Linked DNA regions of Anser cygnoides: region 2 is linked to region 1. A link is a contact called in public Hi-C data. All regions are on one chromosome and are shown on one strand. The core of a region is the stretch at or near the end of the contact, and the rest is flanking DNA. Distances in the headings are between cores, read along the strand shown. Region 1 overlaps LOC106043562 (a long non-coding RNA gene). Region 2 has its middle 25 kb from the start of RAP2B.

Evidence for each region. Hi-C and Micro-C count contacts between places; a contact is called where the count stands out from the background.
Region 2: a contact with region 1 is called in a Hi-C map of liver, with 2.3 times the contacts expected there. The contact joins two enhancer-like sites. A contact is called at or near these places in 4 of 7 Hi-C or Micro-C datasets (granulosa cells and liver).

What each region holds. Positions count from the first base shown.
Region 1 is chr9:26,149,142-26,154,697 of Taihu_goose_T2T_genome, forward strand. It overlaps LOC106043562 (a long non-coding RNA gene), which reads right to left. Exons shown (of 8, transcript XR_010833684.1): 5 at 3,910-4,009; 6 at 2,802-3,036. Among named protein-coding and RNA genes, the nearest start is that of ARHGEF26, 23 kb to the left of the region's middle. Within about 2 kb of position 2,285, at least 2 of the 3 cell types and tissues checked have open chromatin away from gene starts, as enhancers often do. A contact at or near this core is called in liver, where this site is marked.
Region 2 is chr9:26,290,409-26,295,964 of Taihu_goose_T2T_genome, forward strand. No RefSeq gene overlaps it. Among named protein-coding and RNA genes, the nearest start is that of RAP2B, 25 kb to the left of the region's middle. Within about 2 kb of position 3,528, at least 1 of the 3 cell types and tissues checked has open chromatin away from gene starts, as enhancers often do. A contact at or near this core is called in liver, where this site is marked.

The sequences.
Region 1 (5,556 bases), core at 1,035-3,534:
ACAAGTCAATTATAATACCAATAATTTCACTAACTGCTCCCTTCACACTCATTTTCCCTTTTGATAAAAAGTTTTTTTTGTTTGTTTGTTTTTTTACCATCAATATCATAAAAAAAAAACCATTCTTGAATTCTTTGAAACATTCTCTAAGAGCAAACAGAGCAGATAATGATGAGTGGGTGGGTGTGCAGCAGGAGGGTGGGCTGCCTCTGGGTTTCGGAAATCTCTTATCTCAATGAGCACACACCTGAGTGTGACAGAACAAGAAAAGCAAGACCACGTAGGTGGGTGTCAGGCTGCTAAACTCTAGAGGCCAGAGATAACACCTCCCCCAGTGTCAGGAGGCAGCTGGATGCCTGCCTGCCGCTGCGCCCACCCCACGCCCACCCTGCAAACCACCAGCTCTGGGCCAGCCCACCTTATGTGGTGATGGGGTTTTAAAATTATGAAAAAGCCCCTTGGGTTCCCCATCCTCGCTGGGCCATCCGTGCTATTGCCCCTGTCCCCACCAGGCTCACCTCGAGAACTGGGTGCCGCCGGGCCCAGCGGAGCAGCGCACACGGCAGCCCGCGGGAAGGCCTGAAGCGGGGCTGCTGCAGGCCCCGAGCTGTGCAGACGGCGATCCCAACAAAACCTTCCCCTTTCTGCGGGTAAGAGCCACCTCCAGGAGCACCACAGGACCCACAAGAACCCAGAGTGATGCAAAGTCTGCTCCCACACGGCTTCCAGCACAAAGAGAGCTTCCACTTGGGAGCCCAAGGCAGGTTTTGGACCTCCAGCACTGAGTACGTCCAAGGGGAGGCGTCAGATACAGCCACAGCCTGAGAAGTGGCAAGCCATCAGGGAGTTGTATTGGTTTTGGTGAAAATTAAATAAAGGCAGCTAATCTCTTAGGAGAAAGCTAACGGCAGAGTACGGCCTCACATGTTTATCCAGGGTCTCTGGAGAAGTACTTGGAGCATTTGCCATGTAGAAAGGCAAGCCAACCATCTATTTTTAAACGCACTTGATTCAACACATATGGGGCTGAATTCTTTTAGAAGTAATGTCCTTCTGATGTAGTTATTGAAATTGCCACTAGACAGGGCTGTTTATCTTATTTTTAACCTCAGAAAAATTTATGAGCCCAGTGATGTGCTAGAAGGCCAAGAGGAGTTTGTGCTACAGACTCCTCCACGAAAAGGGCACATGGCTCTGCAGCTCGCAGCACTGGCGCCAGGCTGCAGTTTTTGCATTACGCTATTTATAAGCTCCTCGCTGGAGCCGAGGGGCTGCATCTGCAACGCATAAATTCTCTAGTCAATCACCAAGAGCTAGTGATAAAGAGATGACAGATGAAAAAAAAATCCAGTTCTTCCTCCGTTAAACTACAGTGTGTGTCTGTGGGATGTGAAAATAAGCAAAACATCTGGAGATCTACGCACACTGTGACAAGGCACTGATTGTGCAGCTTACTTACAAACACGTTTTGCCAGGAGAATTTTGGAAAGGTGCCACCAACTGTACCTCTGGGAAATAGAAAGGTTTCAGTTCCAGGTAGGTGACACACGGTCAGGAAGTCGCCACGTGAGTGCCAGCACACCGGACTCAGGGGTTAGGACAATGCAAACTTCTTAAAATATTGTACTGTGGTTTGACCACTAGGTAATGACATGTCTCATTGCATGTGCCTTGGTATCCCTTTGCTCTGATGCCCATCCAAAGCAGCGGTTCCAGCCATCAAGTAATGCAGAAATGGGGTTAAATGCCAGTTGGCATCCGTGGAGCTATGCCAGTTTGTATCATCCAATTATCCAGCCTTTTGTGATAAACTCAGGGTAAAACACATTGTCTTTAAATAGAAGCAAGCACTCATTTTGAGATGAAGCAGACAGAGACCAGCATTTTCCGAGGGCTCACGCCCTGATTTACATTGCAGGCAACCCAGAGCAGGAACTTCTGGAATTTCTGCAGCTGTAGCTACAGCACTGATTTCACATTGTGATTGCAGCTCAAACAGCTGTGAGCCACAGCCAGCGCTCTTGTAGGGTCCATGTAGAGAATAAGAGAGGTTGGTCTAAGTGTTATCCAAAGTTTTAATTCACTTCCCTGCTGGTATGGGACACAGGTTATACGGTTCCATTTTAGTGTCAGGCACAGTAAGTGTTTGGGCAGACACCGGCTGCTAGGCCAGGGACTCTCTCTAAGGTCCTGTGAAGGCTACAACAGGACTTAGAGTGCCTACATGCTGCACCGCAGGTAATGCATTTGTTGCTTCAGAACACACCCAAAGAGCCTTTGGCTCTTTCTCCTCCCTCGCTCAGCTGCATCTCACTTCCACATGCGTGACCCTAGGCCGGCAGTGCAAACAGCCAGCCCCGCCGTGTGGGAGCAGGCCCGGGTGGCCGAGCTCCAGCAGCACCCAGTGTACACACACCCCTTGCTGGAAGCATGGCGGTGCCAAGCTACCAGCCTGCCTCAGGGCTCCTCGCCCACCCTGCACGAAGGAGGTGCCACGTACACCAGGTTTGGCACTGCCCTGTGGCCCCAGAGGCACACCTGAGGCCCGAGGCCGAGCCGTGCCAGTCCCACGCTCGCAGGCCCCCGGGAGCAGGAGGAGCGGGGCAGCGGGCAGCAGCCAGGTGCCAGAATCCTGCCCACTCCCACTCGGGACAGAAGAGCCAAACTGCACCTTCTGCCCCGGGCAAAGTGCGCAGGCCCAGCCCAGCCATCAGCACATAAACTGAGGCTAATTCATTATCTGCTATTCCCAGCACTAATCATTTCTGTAAAGCTTCTGAGCTCAGTGGCATTTCCTGCACCTGTTACCTGGCTTGTGGGTCACTCCTCAACTCTTGCAGAATTTTTAGCTGACAGCAAGGAGGGTTCATGGCCATCTGTAAGCTGAATGCTCGTATCCAGCTGCTGAGCACAAACAAGGAAGTGATGATCCTTTTGTCAGCTTCACCGATGACCTTTGGACACTGGCAAAGGACCGGTCAGCTCTGGCAGATGTGTAATGCAGAAATATGCTTCTGCAGGTGTGTAAGAGAAACACTGCAAGAAAGATACAGACAGGAGGACGGACCAGAAGGCAAAATTGACAACATAGCTAAATACAGGAGCATGGGGCATGCCCATGAATTATTGGGCTTCCTGCAGTTTAACTCTGGAACTTGCCACTTGTCCATACAGAACCTCAGGCCTCTGCTCAGTTCTGTTTCCTGCCTGCCCCTGGACTTCAATTCTGTAAATTAGTAACTCTGAATATCTCAGCTGCCTGTGCAGATGAATACCCTACCGACCGTGAAGAACTCTGATCTTGTGGGGATGGGAATGTATCGGTGAGGGGGAGAGCAGGCTGGAGTTCAGCCTCATCCTGTCCAAGGGGTTGCTTCCATTCATTTTGCATTCCATCCTGAGTTTTTATTCCTGCTGACACATTTTTATGGAGACTTGTGCAAACAAATGTAAAACCTGCTAATCCCAGTGCCAAAGCCATTTTCAAATATAATCTTTTGAAACATATACATAGAAATATGAACTTGGAATGAAAGTTAGATCTTGAAACATGAGTGCAATGAGTTGATTTACTCCATATATACCCAAGGTATCAGATGTTCCTAAACTTCACAAAAATGCAGATTAGAGATATTCTGACTCTGTGACTTTGCCAAAAGAATGTCAAAACAGAAGGTTGTTTATTATCATCACTTAAAACAATAACTCAGAAGTAAGAATTAACTTTGGAACATCTCTCATTCTTTATTTGGAATTAAGCTCCTGATGTGTTTTTCAAAATCTGATCAAAGCACAGGATATAAACTAACATTCCCTTGTATTCTATCTAGGAAAGAAATGTTTCACTTTATTCTAGCTCGTTCTCCTCTGAGACAGCTACATGGAATGGTGTCAGGCATTTACTCTTACCTTATATGCCCAGATCTTGGTGTCCTGAAACACCGTTCTGCCGTGGGACTTCTGTGAGAACACAAGCTTCCTATCCCTGGCTTTCAGTTACAAGGGTGCACTGTAAAAGCACAGGAGGAGATTAAATCACCAGCAAAATGAAACAATTAAAAATACATAACTCTTAATTCTAAGTACTGTGGTGACATCTGAGTACAATCTGTCTTACAAAATTACACATTTACATTCTATTGGGCTGTGGGTTTTTTTTTTTTGCACTAAGATTATATGGGTATTTGAAGAAGTGGCAATCATAGCAACAAAATCTCACTTGTAATATAAATACCTATTGTACCATTGTCTTCAGTGAAACTCTGCAATTCATACCGGATCAGGGTTTGCTTAGGGTATTATGTAGCACAGAACACCGGTAAACAAAAAACTAAATCTCCTATTGATGTCTGTCTGGAACAATTAATTGCACAAATGACCCTTGGGATACAGGATTCAGAAATACCCGAAGACAGGGAATTTTTCAGTTCTTTACGTGTTTGCCAGAGTTAAGGACCGAGCACACTTCTGTGTGGGGTACAAGTGTGGGCTCTCCTCACATTCTGTGCTCTTCTTTCTGCTTAATTATAAGACCAAGATCCAGCCAGTCACTCCTGCACCATATAACAGCTGGGTAATCCTTGTATTTTTAAAGGTAAAACACTAATTGTGACACCACAAAATTCAGTCACAGCTGCATCCAGCTAACAGCCTCCTGCTGGTGCATGCCATTCTCTCTGCATTCTTTGCTCCTCCCAGGCATTTTTGTGCCTGCCCACCTGCCAGGACACCAAGCTGATGACTGGATATTGCAGTCATCGAGACCAGACCAATATTTGATACGCCTAAAAGACCACTATGGGGAAGCAATCTCTCTAGATTTTTCCATAGCCTCTGGCAAGCAATAAAATGCAAAGCTCACTTTGAACAGCCTCAACAGTTATGGCTGGGAGTTGTTGTCCTTCGACAATTAATCCTGGGCACTTTGTTCCAGATTTACCAGCAATCAAGACTTGATTTAGGCCACTTCTCTTTGGCAATCACGCTGCAAAGTATCTACCTGTTGACTTCCTGTCATCTGTCATTTAGCAGGAGAGAGGATAAAAAGGCTCAGAAAAGACCTAGTTTTCTCACAATAGATAAGCATGCAAACAGGGCGATGTGCTGAACGTTTCTTACTGACATCTTGAATCTACCCAAAACAACATTTGAATGCTTTTGGAAGAAGAGAATGTAATAAAGAACCACCCACATGGTATCTACACTGAAAGGCAGATTTCACTTGAATTCGAAACAAACCACTGAAGGCAGAATAATGCCATGAGAAAGGAATAAAGAAAAAAAAGTATCTGGGCATTTGGTAAGTGGCTAATAAGCGTGGAATAAAGTCAATCCAGATTAACCGAGAGGATCGCAATTTAACAGTTGTGTCGGCTAAGCTTTAGACTTTCATGAAGTATATAACAGTGATTTTTATTAGGAGGTTTGATCTGCTGTGAGGTGCTCACAGCTTCCCTAGCAATAGCCCTGCACCTCAGCTCACAGCTCAGCCACCCCGAGAGTACAGCCCCTCCCCGAAATTGTCCTCCACTCACCTGAAAACACTCACAGAGGTAA
Region 2 (5,556 bases), core at 2,278-4,777, 140 kb after region 1:
CCAGGCTGGACGCGAAGGGAGAGAAATCCCTCCCCATCCCCGCTCCTCCTGGAGAAGCCGGGGGTTAAAGCTCTGCCCTCCAGCTCTGATGCTCCCTCCCTTTACAAACCTTGCTTTTCAAACCAGACTGCTCCACTAGTTACTCTTAAACCTAACTTTTGGAGTTGCTGTACCTTAAAGAGGGGTGAATCAGGTGTTTGGCTAGGGTTTCCGTGTACCCTGCAAACAGACCTGGAAAATGGAAACTCCAGACAATACAGATCCCTGCAGTTTCGACTAGGTTTTGTGAGTTGCTTTCTGCAGCAGTGCGGGGACGAGCATGTTGCGGCGTCGGATGGCACCGGGGCAGGAGGGATGCAAGTGTCGTGATACAAGTCAAACACAACGCGAACTGCGCAAGGAAACCTTGTCCACGCTGCTGCATGAAAAATGTCTCCAAGGCAACACTGCGTAGCTCTAGGGGCTGTGCAATGTTCAGCGATAGTGGCTGAATTGACGCTACTGGGATTTCAGTAGCTGGCAGGATGCTCTCTGTTCGGCCACCACTAACAGCCCGCATCTGGACTGCTGAATATTTTCAGCACTACGTGCTGTGAGCGCACTTGGATTTATTTTATACATTTGTCCTTTTCTCACATTTTGGTTGGCTGTGGAATTGCTTTTACATTCACTTAGATTTAAAAAGGAAGACAAAAAAAACCCACAAAAATAGCTGCTGCTTCTCCTTCAGATCTGGAAGGTGGTGGATTAAAACTTAAGGTCCGGTTTCAAAATATATTCAGCACTCCGCACTAGAGAGCTTACCCTGGCTAGTTTGACAGACAGATAATTACAGTAATTTGATTACAGCTGATGAACACCTATAAGGAGAACAAAAATTCGCTGCCTTTAGGTCTCTCTGGTCTGGCAGAGAAAAGTGTGTTTAAGATCCAGTGCTCGCACATTGAAGCTCCGTGATGCCAGAGTGGGGGCAAACGTGAAGAGCCAGGATAACCACGTGCTGGAGCGCTTCCCTGAGAGCCAGCATGAGCCTCCTACCCCAGCGGCTTTTTTAAGACGAGATAATTTTTTCCTACGCAAGATGCTGCAGCCAGGCAGGAATGTGGCTGGGGGAGTGCTGCAGTTTGTATTATGAAGGAGGTCATACTGGAAAATCACAGCGATCTCTTCTGGCTTTGCAGTCTTCGAATGCAGACTGCAAATCTACGGCAAGCTGAGCCGGTGAAATACAGAACAGAATACCTGAGATATCATAGGGAAAGTAAACGAGGTAATTATTGAGAATTACAGAGCACAGTGTGGGTTGCTATTGTGGAGACGAAGCCTTCAACACCTCACATCCTGCATGACGGCAGGTGGCTCAGATCAACACTGCTCCGTTTTGTCAAGGATGCGATAAATCACGTTCTTGAACGGGAAGGGTTTCACCCTCACCGCAGAGAATGTGCACGCGTGAGAGGCAGCGAATCCCCACGGCACGGAGCGCACGAGCAGGACGGTTCCCAACCCGGGGCAGGAGGCAGGAGGGCCGCACAGCCACGCACCAGGGCAGCAGGCACGGCGACGCTGCAGCAGCCCTCCCGCAGCTCCCGCTGCTGGCGGCCGAATCCCACATCTCCTGCACCACTGCCCCGGGCACGGGGCGAGCCTTGGCAGGCTCTGGGCGCGAGCAGCTGTAGCTGGGCCACAAGGCACCCTGCGAGGGATCCCGGTCCTGCCCGCTCCTGTCACACAGCTGGGGGAGGCAAGGCTCCCAGCGCAGCACACAGCAACTGGGGAGGGCTGGGCACCGCGTGCTGGGGGCAAGGCAAAGGGAGACACTTTCAGGAGAGGATCGGACTGGACACTGGGAAAAAGTCGTTTGCTTTAGGGGTGGACAAACACTGGAACCGGCTTCTTTTCTTTTCTTTTCTTTTCTTTTCTTTTCTTTTCTTTTCTTTTCTTTTCTTTTCTTTTCTTTTCTTTTCTTTTCTTTTCTTTTCTTTTCTTTTCTTTTCTTTTCTTTTCTTTTCTTTTCTTTTCTTTTCTTTTCTTTTCTTTTCTTTTCTTTTCTTTTCTTTTCTTTTCTTTTCTTTTCTTTTCTTTTCTTTTCTTTTCTTTTCTTTTCTTTTCTTTTCTTTTCTTTTCTTTTCTTTTCTTTTCTTTTCTTTTCTTTTCTTTTCTTTTCTTTTCTTTTCTTTCTCTTTTCTTTTCTTTTCTTTTCTTTTCTTTTCTTTTCTTTTCTTTTCTTTTCTTTTCTTTTCTTTTCTTTTCTTTTCTTTTCTTTTCTTTTCTTTTCTTTTCTTTTCTTTTCTTTTCTTTTCTTTTCTTTTCTCTTTTCTCTCTTTTCTTTTCTCTTTTCTTTTCTTTTCTTTTCTTTTCTTTTCTTTTCTTTTCTTTTCTTTTCTTTTCTTTTCTTTTCTTTTCTTTTCTTTTCTTTTCTTTTCTTTTCTTTTCTTTTCTTTTCTTTTCTTTTCTTTTCTTTTCTTTTCCCTTTTCCCTTCCCTTCCCTTCCCTTCCCTTCCCTTCCCTTCCCTTCCCTTCCCTTCCCTTCCCTTCCCTTCCCTTCCCTTCCCTTCCCTTCCCTTCCCTTCCCTTCCCTTCCCTTCCCTTCCCTTCCCTTCCCTTCCCTTCCCTTCCCTTCCCTTCCCTTCCCTTCCCTTCCCTTCCCTTCTTCTTCTCTTCTCTCCTCTCTTCTCTCCTCTCTTCTCTCTCTACTCTGCTTTTCTCTCTTCTTTCTCCTCTCCTCTCTTTTTCTTCTCTTTATTTGCTTCTCCTCTTTCTTCTCCCTTTTTCCTTCTCTTTCTTTCCCTTTCCCTTTCTCCTCTTTCCGTACCTCGCCCCCGCTCCCCTCCCCGCGGATCCGGGCCGGGCCGGGCCGTGCTGCGGCCGCCGCGGGCGCCCCCTGGTGCCGCCGCTCGCAGCGGGCACCGGGAGCCCGGGGCCGCCCCCCCGCGGGCACCGGGAGCACGAGGCCGCCCCTCGGGGCCGAGCGGAGCCTGCGGGGGGGCCTCCTGCCGCCGGCCTGCCCCGAGCTGTGCCCCCCGTCCTGCCCCCGGCCTGCCCCGAGCTGTGCCCCCCGGCCTGCCCCACGTCCAGCCCCGAGCTGTGCCCCCCGTCCTGCCCCCGGCCTGCCCCGAGCTGTGCCCCCCGTCCTGCCCCACGTCCAGCCCCGAGCTGTGCCCCCCGTCCTGCCCCACGTCCAGCCCCGAGCTGTGCCCCCCGTCCTGCCCCCGGCCTGCCCCGAGCTGTGCCCCCCGTCCTGCCCCACGTCCAGCCCCGAGCTGTGCCCCCCGTCCTGCCCCCGGCCTGCCCCGACCTGTGCCCCCCGTCCTGCCCCACGTCCAGCCCCGAGCTGTGCCCCCCGGCCTGCCCCCGGCCTGCCCCGAGCTGTGCCCCGCGTCCTGCCCCAGGCTGTGCCCCCCGTCCTGCCCCCGGCCTGCCCCGAGCTGTGCCCCCCGTCCTGCCCCACGTCCAGCCCCGAGCTGTGCCCCCCGGCCTGCCCCTGCCGACGGCAGGACGAGCGGCCGCCTCCTCCCAGCAGGACACCAGCCCTGCTGTCCCTCCGCTCCTGGCCCGGTGCTGCAGCTGCCACCAGGGCCCCACGTCGCCCCTTGGGCCCGTTCCTCGCTGGCCGCAGCCTGGAGGCCTGGGCACAGAGCGCCGTGCCCGCAGAGGCTGGGCCTGCGGGCGCCGTGTGCCCTGCCGGGGCACGGCCAGCGGGCCTCGGTCCCCTGGGGACGCCCACTGCCCGGGACAGAGGTGGCCTCGGGACTGGCGCAGGGACCAGGTCACAGCCCAGCCCCTGCCCGCAGCGTTGTTAGCCAGCTGTCGCCCAGGGGGAGCTCAGGTTGAAGGCTCCGGAAATAAAATGGCTTTGATGTAAAAGGAGAACGAACAAACAAGCACAACCCTGGCACTTCCAGCGTGATTTCTAGTGAACTGCAGTGGTGTAACCTCAGCCCATTTCTGCTCGCGTGTTTTCAAGTGGGACTTTAGCTCAGCCTTCACCTATTTCCTAAATGCTTTCAAAAATGTGGTTTTTAAGGCTTCTTAAATAATCTTGCATGCAGCTGATGCATCCATGTGCGCTCATGAGGTGCAATTCTAATGTGTTGCTCTTCAAACTTCTGGCGGAGGCAAGGAGCACCACCGCAGTGTTTCCTCCTTTCCACCTTTCTGTTAGGCTCGCCCGTGAGCGCTGTCCCATTTCTTGCCAGGGTGTGACCAGCAACCCCGTGATGCTCAGTGCTTTTCATCTCACCTTCTTCCACCCTAGTGCACCATGTCGGCGGCCTTCTCGAGGCGCAGCCACACGCTGCTTTGCTGCGGCTCTTTGCCAAATGTTACTCAGCACGTGCTATGAGACAGGTGTTTAGCCAGTGCAGAGACAATTCCACCAAATGAAAACAGACGTAACCGAACCGCAGCTATAGCCAACAGCACCGGGGTACCACGGGGGCATGGCCGTGGGGCAGGGCGACGTTGGGTGCGCGACCTGTCCCCACGACCAGAGCAGTGCCTGCACTCACACAGCCCGGCTTCCACCGAGCCTTCATGGGCGCCACGAGCAGATCTCTGCCCAGGGCCGACCCGAAGGGCCCAGCCTCGTGGCTGCGTGTCGCCAAGTGCGATCGTGTCCCTCTGCGTCCTCCTCCGGCTCCTGCCTTGCTCCCGCGGCCCGGCCGAGCGCTGGTGCCGCCGGAGCGGGCAGCGCGCGTGCGCCGAGCAGTAACCATGGCGATGCCTGCGGCTGCGGGTCCTTGCGCAGTGGGTTTGCAGAGGAAGAGAAAGGCTGTTCTTCAGAAAAGGAAATTAGCATTTTCCACCATCCCCTTCTTGTTTTTCATGCACGGGCAGGTCGGTGCTGGTGCTGGGCCGGCAGCGGCCTGGAGGCACCTCGGGAGGAGAAGGAGCCAGGCCGTGCTCACGGCACGTGCTTTGGCTTCGTGATGGGGAGCATGTATGGAAATGGGTTTCACAGCAATTACCTCTGTCAGCCTGGGGAAGAGTTTTATTACAGGCTTTTAGCATCCCTGCCTGCACTGCCTCCATCCGAAGGCTCTTTAATAGGGCAGCCTTTCTCGGGGATGGTACCCAGCTATCCAGTACCCTGATATCTAAACATGTAATGGCTGACTACAGTTTACAGAATAAGTTGTTCTCCTTCCAGAATAAACACGTATATGTTTTGCCTATGTACCGCAGAGCTAAAATCTGTGTCAGTACGAGAGCAGCTCCGTACAGCGCTGGAGGACGGGGTTGGTCCCTGTGCTAAGGCTGGCCAGCAGCTGGGAGCTGCGAGTCCAGAGCTGGCTCCAGCACTGCCACTGCTGGTCTCCCGTCAATCCCTTGGCGCAGCAAGGGTTGATGCTTATTTAAGCTGCCCAACATTTTACCTAACCTATTCCTGATGTTTTTGTGAAGAGCGAGAGTACAAGTGGCCATAAACCCACATTAAAAGGAGCGATCCCAAAGCTTTGCAAGACAGGAGGCCCATTATAAAGCTGCAAAGCCAATTCCTGCCAAATAGTGCGTGTGTGTGATGGGAAGAGCCACCGAGACGCTTGCAGTGCC